Linked DNA regions of Ovis aries: region 2 is linked to region 1. Evidence: chromatin contacts called from public Hi-C data. All regions are on one chromosome and are shown on one strand. Each heading gives the region's core, a stretch centred on a gene start, on an enhancer-like site or on the middle of the called end of the contact. The rest is flanking DNA. Distances are from core to core; before and after follow the strand shown. Region 1 overlaps ACTN1 (actinin alpha 1). Region 2 holds the start of ACTN1 (actinin alpha 1).

The links. Hi-C and Micro-C count contacts between places; a contact is called where the count stands out from the background.
Region 2: a contact with region 1 is called in a Hi-C map of muscle, with 2.8 times the contacts expected there. The contact joins the promoter of ACTN1 here to the enhancer-like site in region 1. A contact is called at or near these places in 7 of 16 Hi-C or Micro-C datasets (blood, hypothalamus, liver and 4 more).

Annotation. Positions count from the first base shown.
Region 1 is chr7:78,782,310-78,786,124 of ARS-UI_Ramb_v3.0, forward strand. It overlaps ACTN1 (actinin alpha 1), which reads right to left. Exons shown (of 22, transcript XM_027971947.2): 4 at 2,275-2,361; 5 at 391-478. Among named protein-coding and RNA genes, the nearest start is that of TRNAG-CCC, 15 kb to the right of the region's middle. Within about 2 kb of position 2,187, at least 4 of the 54 cell types and tissues checked have an H3K27ac peak or open chromatin away from gene starts, as enhancers often do.
Region 2 is chr7:78,848,139-78,851,953 of ARS-UI_Ramb_v3.0, forward strand. It overlaps ACTN1 (actinin alpha 1), which reads right to left and starts at 1,983. Exons shown (of 22, transcript XM_027971947.2): 1 at 1,594-1,983. The coding sequence starts at 1,698.

The DNA.
Region 1 (3,815 bases), core at 937-3,436:
GAGTTGGGAGAACACAGAGTGGGAAGGAACCTGCTTGCTGCCACAATCCCAGGCACCGGGTTAAGGCTCCATGGGGTTCAGATGTCGCGTCCCACCCCAGCCCCCCACCAAGGTCTGGGGCCCTCGACTGCTCTGTTTCAGAGCCCCAGGCTGGAACTCCCCGGACACTCTCCTGAGGGGGCTCCAAGAGCATCAGCCCAAGATGTATCAGGCAGCAGCCGGGACGGAGCGGGCCTCGAAGGGTGACGCTCCCTTTCCAGAAAAGCGACTCTTTCCCCAGCGCTCTGTGTTCTGTTCCAGAGCAGAGACTGACCCAGCCCAGGGGGCCCAGGGGACCCTGGGGAAAGCAGCCTGGCTTCTGCAAGAGCCCCTCAGCCCCCTGCCACGCACCTTATGTGGAAGTTCTGGATGTTGACGTTCTTATAAGGGGCTGTCTTTCTCTGACACCACAAGAGAAGCCCTTCCTTCGCTGAAGTCTCTGTGGGGAAGGGGATGACGGGCAGAGAGGTCAGAGGCTGGCTTGGTGGAAGGAGGGTGTGGGCTCCTCAAGGACCCCTGTGACCACAGGGTCCATGCTCTTTCACACAGGGGTCCACACAGAGACTCCGAGATTTCAACCCTGCTGCTACTAGGCCATCAAATCTATTTCCTGGACAAAGTTTGAGACGTTATTTGAGACACAGAGAAGTAAGCCAGGAATCATTTCAGAACTCGCCACCTGATACATTAAAATAATGAGAAAATGGCCTTTCAAACTTTCAGACTCTCTCCCCCTCACTCTCTTTTATGCAAAGAAATGGCAACCACACAAAATTAAGTCGGCAACCTCTGTCGGGCAGCCACTTTGGGGAGGAAGGGTTGATTGGTCTGTGAAATCTGAAATCCAGGACTCTTCAGACAGGGAGGGCCCGTGTGCCCTGTGGATTGCACACAGTCATGTAAGAAGAAAGCATTAGGACACCTAGTCACATTTAGTGTTCATCTAAAAAGAAAAAACAAGGTCTCCTCATCTTTAACGCATGGACACTGCTTCTGTGTAAAGCACACGGGTGTCAGTAAGTGAGGCAGGCATCCGAGGGGGCCCCAGGAGCTGCTGGCCCAGGAGGACCACGAACCACACTGCCCCTGTGTGTTCACATCTGTGAAAAGCAGCTCACAGTACTCAGTGAAGTGGGTTTCAGTTCACAAAATGGACTTTAAAACGACGCTAAACGAGAGAATATAGTAATTCAAGCACAAGAAAATGATTAAAAAAAAATCTTCAAACTAATGCTTCCGCTTTTAGTTCAAGCTCTTTTCAGTTACAAGATAAAAACAACAATTTACTCAGAGCTGACAAGAAGTCTACCCAAAAGAATAAACTCATCAAGAAAGCTATTTGAAAACCAGATTTATATCTATTATCACTAACAAGAACCCTAAGCAACTACTGTGGGTATCTATTTAGTCGCTTCAGCCCTAAATACCAGGTATCTATAAACCAAACGTAAGACTTTCACATTGCTGTATCACTAAGTGTCAAACCAAGATTCCCATAACAAAGCAATTTAATCCACACTGTTGTCATTAAAAATTAATTTCTAGGCCATTAAAATGTATTTTAAAAATATTTCCATCTCATCTTTTAAAAATTTGGTTTGATGTGTTTGAAATAGCAATGGTGGTGGTGGTGGTTTAGGCGCTAAGTCATGTTTGACTCTTGCGACCCCGCTGTACTCGGGAATTTACCCAGGCAAGAATACCGGATTGGGTTGCTCTTTCCTCCTCCAGGATATAGACATACATGAATATAATTTACTGAAAAATAAATACACACCTATCAGACATAAAGGTCAAAAACTGCGGGAGTGTGAAACCAAAAGTTTAGAGAGACCACGGCCCCAGACCATGGCGGCCCCTTGCAGACGTGCAAGGTGGCCACCAGGGGGTGCTATGGGAGCAAAGTGGAGGCCCTGTCTCCTGGCTCTCTCCTGATTGCTACACCCCTACTCTGGGATTTAACAACCCCAGAGCAGTGGTTCCAATACACCTCCCCACAGCCATCTTGGGCTTTCTCAAAGTGAGGGGGCCAACGCAGCTATAGGGGCCGGCACGCCACCTTTTACTTGTCTGTAGACTAGGAGAGAGCAAGGACGCCATTGATGGGTAAGCAGCCCAGGATGCAGCTTGTGATGAAGGACCTCCTGCCCCATGGGTCAGGGAGGAAGGCGTGACGGTGAAGGCATGGGAGACGTGGACGCCCGGGGACAGCTCGGAGCAGAGCAGAAGGCCTACCTTCCACGGAGATGTCCTGGATGGCAAAGCGGAGGATGATGGTCCAGATCATGCCCAGCGTCATTTTCACATTCCCATCCACGATTTCTACAGAAACAGCAGCAGGACACGTTAGGATGAGTCTCAGCAGGGACAGAGGTCACATTTCCTGAGTGCTCATGTTACTCTGTGCACCACTTAGGAAGTCAAAGGCCACACACTCCACTTCTAGAGGGAAGTCGAAAAGCCAGCACAATTGCATGCTGCAGGTGCCACGAGGGAAGTCTATTCGGGGGTGTCTTGGGGAACCAGGAGAGTGTGGTCAGTTCAGCTGGGTACAACAGGAAAGGCAACAGAGAAGGGGGCATCTTAAACCTGGGCAGTGTCCACAAGCCTAACAGAGAAGGGGGCATCTCAAACCTGGGCAGTGTCCACAAGCCTAACAGAGAAGAGGGAAAGGACTTCTACGCCATCGCAAATGTCCTGGCACCTCCAGAGCAGAGGACCTCTGGGCAAGCACAGCTCTCAGAACAGCCATCCACCCACCCGGGAAGTCAGTGCAGGCAACAGAAGTTAACCAACCTGACAAAGGTTTATAAACTGCTACCAGAAGGATCCACTAACTCACAAATCAAATTCATGATGCCATATTTTTTTTCATAAAAACAAACAAACAAACAGCAGCTTCAAGATAAAAATTAAGAGATAATCCACTAAATTCAGTCTAAGCAGCACCTTCTAGGTTTTTTAAAAAATGCTGTAAATTCTATGAAGCTTTTTTTTTGTCCCAGGCTTAGAAGCAGGACATACAAAGATAAATAAGCCCTGTCTTTAAGGATCCTAAAAGATGTAGTCATTTACAGGCTTGGAGACTGAGCAGATAATGAACACAGACTCCTTACCTTTCCTACTCCCAGGCCAGGAGACGGTAACCTGGCCCCGTGGTGAGCTACTCTCAGTTAAGACTCTCGCATCAAAAGAATATCTCATTTTTCCCTCCTGACAACAGTAGATTTGGGGGACACCCAACAAGACCATGAGAAGAGACAATGTCCAAGGACCCCTTGATCCCCTGAGCCAATGTCCACTTGGGTTTGCTTCCCACAAACCTTTTAAACAAACAGTGGATTCCTGTAAGGAAATTAACTCTAATGTCTCATCCCCTTCCACAAAAGAGAGGGCGAAACTGCATGCTGCTCTGTGATCGGCAAGGCGTAGGTGCTGGGCAGTGAAGCCTGGCCCACAGCCGCTGCAGGGGCCGCATGGGGGTAACGCTGCTGAGCCTGCACCAGGGTTCTCAGCAAAGAAAGAACAGTGGCCACTTTGGGCATGGGACAGGATGTGATTCTTCCTGCTGAGAGGGGGGCCCAGAACTCTAGGCATCAGCAGAGCAGTGACCCAAGTCTGAGAAACTCGGTTAGAGAGACAGGGAGCTGCGGCCAACATACAACCATCCTCCTCAACAACTAAGACAGCTGGCACACACTCTGCAGAGCATGCTGAGGGGGAAGTGGAGTCAATCAGTCAAGAATCAGTTCCTAAAAGTTATTTGTTATTTTATT
Region 2 (3,815 bases), core at 733-3,232, 66 kb after region 1:
CCAGCAGATAAACCAGGTGAGGGAGGGACTCACCTCTCCCCCAGCCCTCCCCGAGGGGCCCGACAGGTAGAAGGGGAGGGGTGTTTAAGTAATGGCCGCAAGGCAAAGAAGTCGGCTAGAAGCAGGGCAACCTTCTGGTGCGGCTGCAGAGGGCTGGGCCCAGCAGAAGCCAAGACCCTGGGGCTCAGGTCGCCCTGCTTTGGGAAGCCCTTTGTGCGCTGTTTTAAATTACCTCTGCTTGTCTGATGAAGTGAGTAAAAGGGCGCCAGTTTCAGGGCTTAGGATTCCTGAGTGAGCTAATACAGGATGCCTTTGGCTGAAAAAAAACTTCAGTCGGCTCCCTAAACTCCCCCCCCTTTTAAGTTTAAAAAAGGGAATGAATGTTACCATTTTTGGACATAAGCGTTCTCCCTCAAGCCCAGCCCTAACCGCACTATCCAGGGGGACGCGCCATCCTGTGTGTCCCCCCCCCACCACCTCATTCCCAGATCAGCGGAGGGGTGGAGGTGGGGGTGGGGGTTAAGAAGGGACCGGATGGGAGCGGGCAGCGGGGGAGGGGGAAAAAGGGTGTTCAGGGTACGTGGCTGCCTGGGGCAAGAGCTCACCGCGCAGGCAGGAAGCAAAGGCACGGTTGGGGCTCCCTCCCCCCAACAAGAGTGGTTTCCGACCTCTTCCTGCCACCGGCCACTGTGCCCGGGTCCCCTCGCCAGCTTTGAGCCCAGCGCCCGTGGGAGAGCGCGCACCCGGCACGCGGCCTGGGACGCGCCTCGGTGGCTAAGCATGGAACCCCAAGGACTGACCCCAAATATCCCCAGAGACAATGCCTTGCCCTACCGAGCCCCTCAACTCAGATCAAGTTGCCCAAATTTGCCATCTGCCAGGAATGAGCGGGGATCGGAGAGGCAGGACGCAGACGCAAGCTCATCTCGGTTCGCAGTTACCAAGCACGGAGTTAAGCAATAAAACGGTTTGCCGCCCTGACCCCGCCTCCACAGGGCCCGTTGGGGAGCCCGCTTTGACCCCGGGTTCTCTCGGCCCTAACCCCACTCCGGCAGGTCCACCTCCACACAGACCCGGAGGGGGGGTGCCAATCCCACCATGCCCGCTGCCCCTTCGGCCGGCGGGTTGAGGCTGGGAGGACCCCAGGCAGCTTGTCCCCTTCAGGTACCAAGGCGACCCAGGAAGCGCGCTGCCACCGCACGCCATATGGAAAGGCGGTCAAGGGGCGGGGAAGGAAAGGGAAAATCGATCCGGAGCTAACTGCCACCGAGCCCGGGGCTCAGCCCCAGCCTCCGGAGCACCGCCCCCGCGCCTTGCCCTCGCGGGGCCGCAGCGACTGCAGCCGGGCGGCCTGGGTAGCCCGCCCCAAGGCGACCTGCCCGCGGGCGGCCCCACCTCCCAGCGCTCAGCCTCGGCGTTCGCGGGCTCTGGGGCCGGGGCGCTCCCCCTTCCGCCCCGCGCCTGTAACCCAACACCCCACCTCGCTGCGGCCGCGCATCCCCCGCCCCCGCTCGTGCGCGCCCAGAACCCCAGAGCCCCGCGAGCCGAGCTGCCCCGGGCGAGGGGGTGCGACGGGCCGGGGAGGTCGCTAACCTTTCTCTGCTGCTTCTCCCACGCTGGGTCCAGGAGCAGGTCTCGATCCCAGTCCTCTTCGGGCTGCATGTAGTCATTGGTTTGCTGGGAATCATAATGGTCCATGATGGATGATGCGCGCGTGCTAGGGGCTGGTTTCTTCCTCCACCTTCTCTTCGGGCGGCGGCGGCTGCGGCTTGCTGCCCCGGTGTGGGGAGGGAGTCGGGACGATCTGGGCTGGGGCTAGGGCTGGGCTGGGCTGGGCTGGCGGGGCCGGGCTAGCTCCCCTGCGCCCGGTTCCGCCGCGGCGCTGCGGGCGAAGGCGGGCTGCTGGAGGCGGCGGCGGCAGCGGCTGGAGCTCGCGGACTGCCTACCTCGCGCCGGCGCTCAGACCTAATCTCCACGCACACTGAGCGAGGCGGACACACTAGCGCTGCGGGCTCAGAGGCGGGCGGGGGCGAGGGGCAGGGGCTCTGCCCCTCCGGAGGCTCTCCATTGGCCAGGCCGAGTTGCCCAAACTTCCCCCCTTCGCCTCTCATTGGGAATTCCTGGCATCCGTCAGCCGGGCCGCGGCGCATATAGGTGGACTGGGCGGCCCCTCCCGGCGCGCACGCCCCCGCCTACTCCCCTGGTTCCCACTCCCCCGCGCGGCTCATGTGACACCAGCTTAAGCTGAACGGGACCGAAGCCGGGGGACGCCTCCCCGAGCTCGGGGACCGAGCGGCCGCCGCTCGGGAGCCCCAGGAGGAACCGCCGGGGCATTGGACACGCTCCCAGCCCGCAGGAAGGCCCGGTACTCCGTCGCTGCGGCGTCCTGCGCTCCCACGCGCTCCAAAGCCCACAACTGCCAGAGGCTGGGGGACCGACGCAAGGAAACCCGAAAAGCATTTCATTTTCTGTTTCCCAGGGTCCGGAGACGTCGGCACCCGGGGAAGGGGGGCGGGGAGTGCCGGGATGGAAAGGAATTTCCTGGGAATTTCCTGATTCCGCCCCGGCCCCGCCCCGCGCGGCGCGACCCTGCGGACCCCTGCCCTGCCGGAGCCAGGTTTCTGGCCAGCCCTCGGCGCTCCGAAGCCGCACAGCTTTCCCGCCTCGCCGCGGGTTCCTTTGCCGCCCTCCCTTGGGCTCAGGGTCTAAGTTGCCCAGCTTCCCGGGTTCCGCTGCTGGTTCCCCGCGGGCTGGCAGGGCCGAGCTATCCTTATACACACCTGGGCAGCACCCTGATAGCTCTGAGCGATCTACCCACTCCACGCCCCCTCAACACACACCCCTGACCCGACGGAGAAACTGAATTTCCCAAAGATGAGCTTAAAAGGGGGACTTATCGGGTTCTCAGAGCTCCACAAGCCAACCCTGTAACCTTGTGCCTGACAAACAAAGCCTTATTGTTATTCGAGGAAGGAGGGCAAGACCGAAGAAACACCTTTAAGCTCGCGGAGCCTGCCTGCTCTACGCCTGTCCTAGTAAGAGGCGGATCTCCCCAGTGGGCTCACACCCTGTTGGGCTCCTCTGAGACCTCCGGGACTCAAGAACAGGAGCCAGAGGCCTCCAGTAGCGTCTGCACAGAGTAGTGCTTAATCCATGTATGCCCCTGAAGGATGGCTGGGTTTACTGTGAAAACAACTGTCAGTTTAGAGGTGACTGAAGGAGTTAGAAAGGGCCATGAATTAGGTTACCTGAAAGGCCAACAGATGGGAAAGTGGAAAAAAGTGCCGGTGACTCCCAGGAGAGCCAGCTGCTGCTGTCGTAAGCAGGTATGGGTGATGGGTCACTCCCCGCTCCACTAGTCAATCTCGCACATTTATACAAGTGCCACCGGTCAGCACTGTGCCCTCTGCACGTCCCCGGCTGAGGAAGCACTGCTTCTGAGCCACGGAGACAGCAGATTTACAGACTATTTTATATCCACTTCTAAACTATGGTTCTAAACCTGATATCGAGGGTAATGATGGTGCTGCAGCCATTCATTCTCTCAATAAATATTTGTGGCGCCGCATCCGTGTGTCAGGGGATGTGCTAGATGTTATGTATCTAGGGGTGAAAAAAGACAGTCCTTGTCCCTGGCAGTCAGCAGAGACACACAGAAACAAAAATATACTTCAACGAGATAGATACTTCCCCAGCCAGGGCACTGTAGGGGGCGGCGGGGAGGTGGGGGCGGTGTAGAGAGGATGACCTTTGAGACCAGCATAGGGAAGGAAGCTCCAGGTATCACTTTTTGGAGGAAGGGGAATTCAAATGAG